Linked DNA regions of Triticum aestivum: region 1 is linked to region 2. A link is a contact called in public Hi-C data. All regions are on one chromosome and are shown on one strand. Each heading gives the region's core, a stretch centred on a gene start, on an enhancer-like site or on the middle of the called end of the contact. The rest is flanking DNA. Distances are from core to core; before and after follow the strand shown. Region 1 holds the start of LOC123051287 (UDP-glycosyltransferase 73C4). Region 2 holds the start of LOC123051285 (probable LRR receptor-like serine/threonine-protein kinase At3g47570).

Region 1 (3,590 bases), core at 948-3,447, 310 kb after region 2:
GCCAAATATGTTCAGATATCACAAGTCAGCGTGGCAAAACACGAAACTGGGTCTGCAGTACAATGAATTTGCCACATTATCCTGCCTACAACATGGCAACAACCATGCTGTGTTCACAGAAATACTTGCCACATGGAAAGCATATATATGGCAACTGACACAGTTGATGTGGAAATTAGTTGCCATCCAGTGGACATAGTTGCTGAAACTGACATGACAACCTAGTTACTATACTTTGCCATGCCACATTATCCTGTCAGTTGCCACAAGTCAGTGTGGCAAAACACAAATTTGGGTCTGTAGTAGAGTGAATTTGCCACATTATCCTGCCTACAACATGGCAACAGCCATGCTGTGTTCACAGAAATACTTGCCACATGGAAAGCATATATATGGCAACTGACACAGTTGATGTGGAAATTAGTTGCCATCCAGTGCACATAGTTGCTGAAACTGACATGACAACCTAGTTACTATACTTTGCCATGCCACATTATCCTGTCAGTTGCCACAAGTCGGCGTGGCAAAACACAAATTTGGGTTGTAGTACAGTGAATTTGCCACATTATCCTGCCTACAACATGGCAACAGCCATAGTGTGTTCACAGAAATACTTGCTACATGGAAAGCATATATGTGGCAACTGACACAGTTGATGTGGAAATTAGTTGCCATCCAGTGCACATAGTTGCTGAAACTGCAATGACTACCTATTTACTACACTTTACCATGCCTACAGCGTGGCAACAGCCGTAGCATGTGCACGAAATTAGTTGCCACATGGAAAACATATTTGTGGCAACTATCACAATCAATCAGGAAATTAGTTGCCATACGGTGCAGATAGTTACTCAAACTACCATGTTTGCATTCATACTGCACTTTGAAAAACAACTACCTAGATCTAGGGTTCAATGGCAACTATCATAACTTGAAATTCATCACCAAAATTCTCCCTGCACTGATCGCAAATAGCATTTCGAAGCAATGCGAACCTATCGGACAGAAAAACGACGGCCTAATCCCAAGGCACAACCAGGATGTGGCTCCAGACAGGCCGAACCACACCAGCATGACCGCCAGCGCGGCGGCGACGAAACTGCTCAATGCCACCAAAAACGGCAAGCACAAGACTACGCCGCCGGCGGGAACGCCGGCGCATCGCGAACCCGCCTGAATCTCGATGGATCTCGAGCGAAGCATCGACCACGGAGGGGAGGGGAGAAATGCAGGCAAGGATTTTGAGCATGGGAGGGAGCATTACCTTCAATCTGTAGGCGCTCCGGCGAAGACGCTCCGCTCCGGCGAGTCCCACCGACGGCCGCGAATGCCGTCGACTCTTCCGCCTCAGCCGTCGCCTTCTCCTCTCTCCTTCTTCTCCAATCGACTGAACTGCGGGGTGGGTTGTGCGAGTAACTGAGGGGAGGAGTAAATGGAACCATGAGGGGAGGGGGGCGAAGTGCGCGACGTGTTTGACGGCAACCACGGTCGGGCGTGGTGTGCGGGCGCAGAGCAGTTTCACCGCACGCCCCCGAGTGGCAACCGCTGACCGCGGGGAGGCAACCGGCGTGTAGGCGAACTGTGTCACACACCACACACACGTCTTGTCCTACGTGGCACACAAAATCAGTCAAAACGTGCCAAGATTCGTGCAGATACTGCTGGACGGTGATGAAGGCGTGTGGTTGAGATGGCTAACGCCCACACGTGTGGGCATTAACATTTCCAAAATTTAATGGAGTAAATATACTTCATTAAGGTTCACTCCTCTATTTTTTAAAGGGACCGGTTAGAGATGCCCTCACCAATATACTTCGTATAGATAGCGGTGTTTCTAGATTGACAATCGTGCGAGGATCGGAACATGGAAGTGTCAGGTGTAAACAATAGTATTCACGATTTTTTTCTTTTTTAAAAGGAGAAAGACCTCCTTTTCAAAAAAAAAGTTGTTGGGACTTGGGTGGTGTGTCACAGATTGGATTTTCAGCACCACATATGGTTGTTTCAAAATCTCAAGATTTGCTGCGTACGTGAGATGGAATATATAGTAATTTACTCATTAAAAATTCACCACGTGGTAGGCGTGCATTGAGCTACTAGCCTACTACTACTAGTTTATTCTTTCAATCAATCGCCACTGAGCAAGTCCAACATCTACTCCTACTTATACCATTCACACGCAGGTAACCTTCCGCTAGCAGTAGTAATTCGCAAAGAAAATGGCCTCTACGGAAACCACTGGCAGCAGCAAGAAGCTGCGCGTGCTCCTCATCCCCTTCTTCGCCTCCAGCCACATCGGACCCTTCACCGAGCTCGCCGTTAGCCTTGCGACGGCCAGACCACAGGCCGTAGAGGCCACCATCGCGGTGACGCCGGCGAACGTGCCGCTCGTCCGGTCGTTGCTCCAGCCGCACGAGAACGGCAGTGGCATACCGGTGAAGGTGGCGACGTACCCGTTCCCGGCCGTGGACGGCCTCCCCAAGGGCGTCGAGAACCTCGGTGCGGCAGCGCAGGCCGACGCATGGCGCATCGACGTGGCTGCGCTGAGCGATACACTGATGCGGCCCGTCCAGGAAACGCTCATCAGGGCGCAGTCACCGGACGCGCTCGTCACCGACGTGCACTTCATGTGGAACGCCGGCGTCTGCGACGAGCTCGGCGTGCCATGCGTCACGTTCAACGTCATCGGTGCCTTCTCGACGATCGCGATGCGGCATCTATTGGGCCGCGTTTCCAACGGCGAGCCGGAGGTGGTGACCACCATCCCTCGGTTTCCGGCCCCCGAGATACGAGTGCCGGCGGTGGAGCTGCCGGAGTACTTGAGGAGCCAACGGAAGGGTGGCCAATCCACCTTCCACCGGCTCTATGCGGTGCAAGGTGACTGCTTCGGGCTGGCCGTCAACACGTCACCAGCTCTGGAGGAGCACTACTGCGGGATGTACGTGGGCAATGGCTACGCGAAGCGTGCGTACATGCTAGGCCCGCTGTCACCGCGACTGCCGTCGTCACCGGAAGCCGGCGACTCACGGTACACCGACTGGCTTGACTCGAAGCCGAGCCGGTCGGTGGTGTACCTGTGCTTCGGCAGCCTCGCCCACGTCTCCGACGCTCAGCTGGACGAGCTCGCTCTCGGGCTCGAGGCCTCAGGGATGGCGTTCCTGTGGGTGGTGAGGACGGACAAGTGGTCTCCCCCGGAGCGGTGGCACGAGCGTGTTGGAGGCAGGGGAATGGTGGCCACCGCCTGGGCTCCGCAAAGGGCTATCCTGGGGCACCGGGCGGTGGGGGCCTTCGTGACGCACTGCGGATGGAACTCCGTCCTGGAGACGGTGGCGGCGGGCGTGCCGGTGCTCACATGGCCCATAGTGTTCGAGCAGTTCATCACCGAGAGGCTGCTCACGCAGGTCCTAGGGATCGGGGAGCGGCTGTGGCCGGACGGCGCCGGCGTTCGGAGCACGAGGTATGAAGAAAACGAGGTAATCCCCGCCCAAGATGTGGCACGGGCATTGACGACCTTCATGCAGCCTGGAGGGCCGGGGGATGCGGCGAGGAGAAGAGTCATGGAACTGGCCGCCAAGGTTCACGCCGCGGTG
Region 2 (3,914 bases), core at 413-2,912:
TGGCTAGTGAAGCAGGGATCAGGCCCTCCAGCCTGTTGCTTCCCAGGATTAGGGACTGGAGGTTTGGTAGCGAGTAACCAATGTTAGATGGTAACTGTCCAACAAGGGCATTGCTACCAACACTAAAGTTTTTGAGTGATGACATGTTATAAAGAGAAACCGGGACATTACCTGATAAACTGTTGGAACTTAGGTCAAGCTCAAGTAGTTTTATAGTGTGACCTATAGTTTCTGGAATTAATCCTGATAGCTTATTTTGGCCGAGCAATATAGATGTCAGGGAAGAAACATTTCCTATTGAAGGAGGTATGCTTCCAGAGAGGAAGTTCTCTGTCAGGCAAAGAAATTTGAGTGCTGTGACCTTATGGAAATGTGGGATGAGTCCAGTGAAAGAATTCTTCTGGAGATCAACCTTAGTAAGCTTAGATAAGTTATCAAACAAAGTAGAAGGGATCTCTCCGGAGAGATTATTACGAGACAGTATAAGTGTGCTGAGTGAGGAACAATTGGTCAATGAGAGAGGGATACCACCGGTCAGACTATTATTGGCAAGATTCAGCGTATGGAGGTTTGGGAGCTTACCCAACTCTTCAGGGATGGTTCCCGACAGATCATTATTGGCAAGGTTCATCGAGGATAGAAAAGTCAAGTTGCCTACACATCCAGATATTTGCCCACTGAGACGAGCGGAGGTGAGGTTAAGTGAGACCACACGGGGTGGAAACTTTGTGCCGCAAATGACCCCTTTCCAGCTGCAAAAGTTAAGTGAGTCATCACTCCATGAATCTAGGATGCCAAGGGGATAAGAATTGATGCCGGACTTGAAGCAAAGGAGGGCCTGGCGATCAATCTCGGACTTGTTTTCTTGCGCTGCTTCGAGTGTTGTAGTGTTGAAGGAGAAAAGGATGAGAAAAATACAGAGTAGAGACAAAAATGAGGGCATGATGTTCAGAGCTTACAGGATGTGGAAGAACCAGGAAGTTGGGAGAACTTTAGGTTGGAGCTTGGGAGGTCCTGTGTGTAGAATGTGGATGCCATTTAAAGGATTTGTCTGCCGGAAGGAATGGGCCTGGAGTTATGCTACACTATTGACTTGACTTAACAAACAATGGTGGGCTGTCTCGCCCTGAATGTGTTGCAAGGGTAAAGAAAAGTAGAAGAATGAAACAAATATCTGTGGAAGAAAACGTGTGCAGACTGAGCTATGGATTGTGGCCAGTAGAATTTCAGTAAGCAAAATAAAAACTGGAAGAGGAAAGGTGAATTATTTTGACAGCGACACAAGGATGCTGTGAGACTAGTCCTGGCTCATACCTGATTGTAACCCTGCGGAGCACACATCAAACAGACACGATGAGCAAACCAAGAGGCGACACTAAGGCAAACCAAGCCATTGACTGATGCTGGAGTCGTCAGACTTGGTGGCATCGACTCAGAATACATAAACAGACCTGAACCACTCAAAGTGATTAGATATTTCTTCAGAGAGCAAACTGATTCAGAATTACAATTTCGTGATGCACAAACATGCTTCGTACAGCCGCCAATTTACAAACATGGGGTAACGTGGGATGGAACAATGCAAATTTCGGGTAGATAACCATATCGCAACCAATTTACATTCATCATGGAAAATTGGGAATCTAGCTGCAGGACTTACGGCATACAGGGCTCACTCGTCTTCCACGCCGCCGAAGCGAGGGCTTGCCTGCCAAGGAAATGGCTGCTGGGGTTTGACTCTCCGAGGCCCGAGGCGGAGGAGGCCTTGGGGGAGAGCGAATCCAGCTAGCCGCGGCCGCGCATCAGGAAGGAGAAACCCTAGGCGAGGCTCCCGCGGCGGCCCAGTGGTGGCGTTGTGACCGCGGCGCACGGGCTCGGGAGGTGTCGGCCGCGCGTTGAGGCGGCGAGGGAGGGAACTGCTGGAGGCGTTCGATGCCGGCCGGGGAGAAGGCAAGCGGCGTTCGAGGCGGCGGACGGCGGGGGAGCCGCCGGAGGCTCAAAGCCTCACACCGCCAGTCAGGTAACGGAGTCCGAGCACGAAGATCCAACAGCTGATAGTACATATTTTAGTTCTAGATGTATTTAGACGTATTTTAGTTTTAGAACGTCATTTTTATCCATTTTAATGATAAGTATCTTCAGATGAAGGGAGTATATAGATACTTGACTGCTGTAAACAGCCACAAGCTTATTCTTCCAGAACTCCAACTAGGATCATGCATCTAATAATTGCACGTTCTACATCGATAGACTATCTTTGCTAATCTGGTAGCGCCTTTCCATCCTGTCTGGTTCAGATAATGGGTATTCTCGAGACTCCAACTAGGATCATGTTCGAGGCCATCCTGAACGACTGCCCCTTCTCAGAGCATCTCCAGCCGTTTGGCCCCCAGGATGTCGAAAAAAAAGAGCGGCCTGGGGCGAACCGACGCTACATTGGTCCCTGGGGTTCGGTTCGCTCCCAGTCACAGGTCCCAGGGCGGCGAAGTTTGTTTCAATTTTTTGCAAACTCGGCGACTTTTGCATGAACTCGGCCATACTTCGTCGAAATTTGTACAAAAACTTAAAAACATGCATGAACTACGCCTAATAACTTATAAAAACGAATTAAAAAGCCTAGCCGCTGCCGCCGTCGTCGTCTACATGCCGAGAAGCCTGTAGAAGCGGGTGTAGTCGCCGCCGTCGCCGTCGTCGTGCGCCTCGCCCGCGGCGTCCCTGCCGCAAGCCTCGCCGGGGTCGCCGACACGTGGTGGGGCGCTTGACGGCCCGGCCTCGCCCTCGTCGTCGCTGTCGATGACGATAATGCCGCCCTCCTCGGCGCGGCGACGCTCCTCGGTGCGGCGACATGCCTCGACGCGGCTACGGGCCTGGGTCTCCAGGTACGCCCGACGCTGGCGACGCACCTGCTCGCGGACGTAGTCCTCCTTTGCCCATTTGAGGGCGGACTCGTCGTCGGGGGCCACCATGCCGGCGTGCTCCGGCTTCACGGGGAGCATGTCCGGCTCGGGCTTCGGCCGGACCAGGCGGAGGGAGCGCCTCGTGGGTGCCGTCGCAGGCGACGGCTCATTGATGATGAGGGCGCCGCTGCGAGCACGACACCAGAGCGATGTCCCCTCCGGCTCGGGCTTGACGGGGCGGAGGGCCGGCGAGCCGGAGCTCGACGACGAGGACGACCCCAGCTCCATTCGCCGCGGCATCCAGGAACTGCCGCGGCAGCGAGAGAAGGAGAGCCGCGTCGGGTACTCCAGCCGCGGCACATTGCCGGTCTCGATGTGGCCGAGGACGACGTCGAGTGTGCGGCTGGGGACGCCCACCACTCACGCCATCCTTCGGAGTTGAGGCGCCCGCGGGGGATGATGCCGTTGACGGAGGCGATCTGCTCCTCCCGGCGGCGCTTGAAGTACAACGTCCACAGTGCTTCACTGTCGAGCGCGTACCTCGGCTAGTTCCGCTGCTCCCCCGTCAGCGAGGAGCGGATGCGGGCGATCTCCGCCCGCCGTGCCGCCCCTTTGGGTACCGGCGGCACCGGGACGCCGCCGGCGCTCAGTCTCCACGCCCCCGGCACACGCATGTCCGGGGGCACCGGGTACTCGGCCTCGTACAGAAGGCGCGCCTCCGGCTCCTGGAGGTGTCGGGGGCCGAAACCGTTCGCCGCTGCGCCGTCGCCTGGGTATCTTTCCGCCATGGTTTCGCTCGTCGGCGGGGAGGGGGAGTGGTGGGGGAGCTCGCCGGCGGTGAGAAGGCTCTTGCGCGAGGGAGAGGGAGAGTCTGTGGCGCTCACTGGCGGGGAGTGGGCGCCTTTTATAGCCGAAGCAGGGTGGCGGGGGGGGGGGCATGCGGGCGGACGCATGGCGGGAGCGGGCGGGACGCGCGTCGGTGGCGTCTTCACTGCGCCGCCCGTGAGGCATCAATGG

What was found. A called contact is a pair of places that touch in the nucleus more often than the background predicts.
Region 1: a Hi-C map of leaf shows a contact between it and region 2, with 5 times the contacts expected there. The contact joins the promoter of LOC123051287 here to the promoter of LOC123051285 in region 2. A contact is called at or near these places in 2 of 5 Hi-C or Micro-C datasets (both in leaf) and 1 of 1 datasets of contacts at active chromatin or transcription factors (leaf).

The regions. Positions count from the first base shown.
Region 1 is chr2D:30,374,081-30,377,670 of IWGSC CS RefSeq v2.1, forward strand. LOC123051287 (UDP-glycosyltransferase 73C4) reads left to right here and starts at 2,198. Exons shown (of 3, transcript XR_006423998.1): 1 at 2,198-3,457; 2 at 3,522-3,590.
Region 2 is chr2D:30,064,760-30,068,673 of IWGSC CS RefSeq v2.1, forward strand. LOC123051285 (probable LRR receptor-like serine/threonine-protein kinase At3g47570) reads right to left here and starts at 1,663. Exons shown (of 2, transcript XM_044474128.1): 1 at 1-1,663. The coding sequence starts at 943. LOC123051286 (a long non-coding RNA gene) reads right to left here and starts at 2,203. Exons shown (of 2, transcript XR_006423995.1): 1 at 1,661-2,203.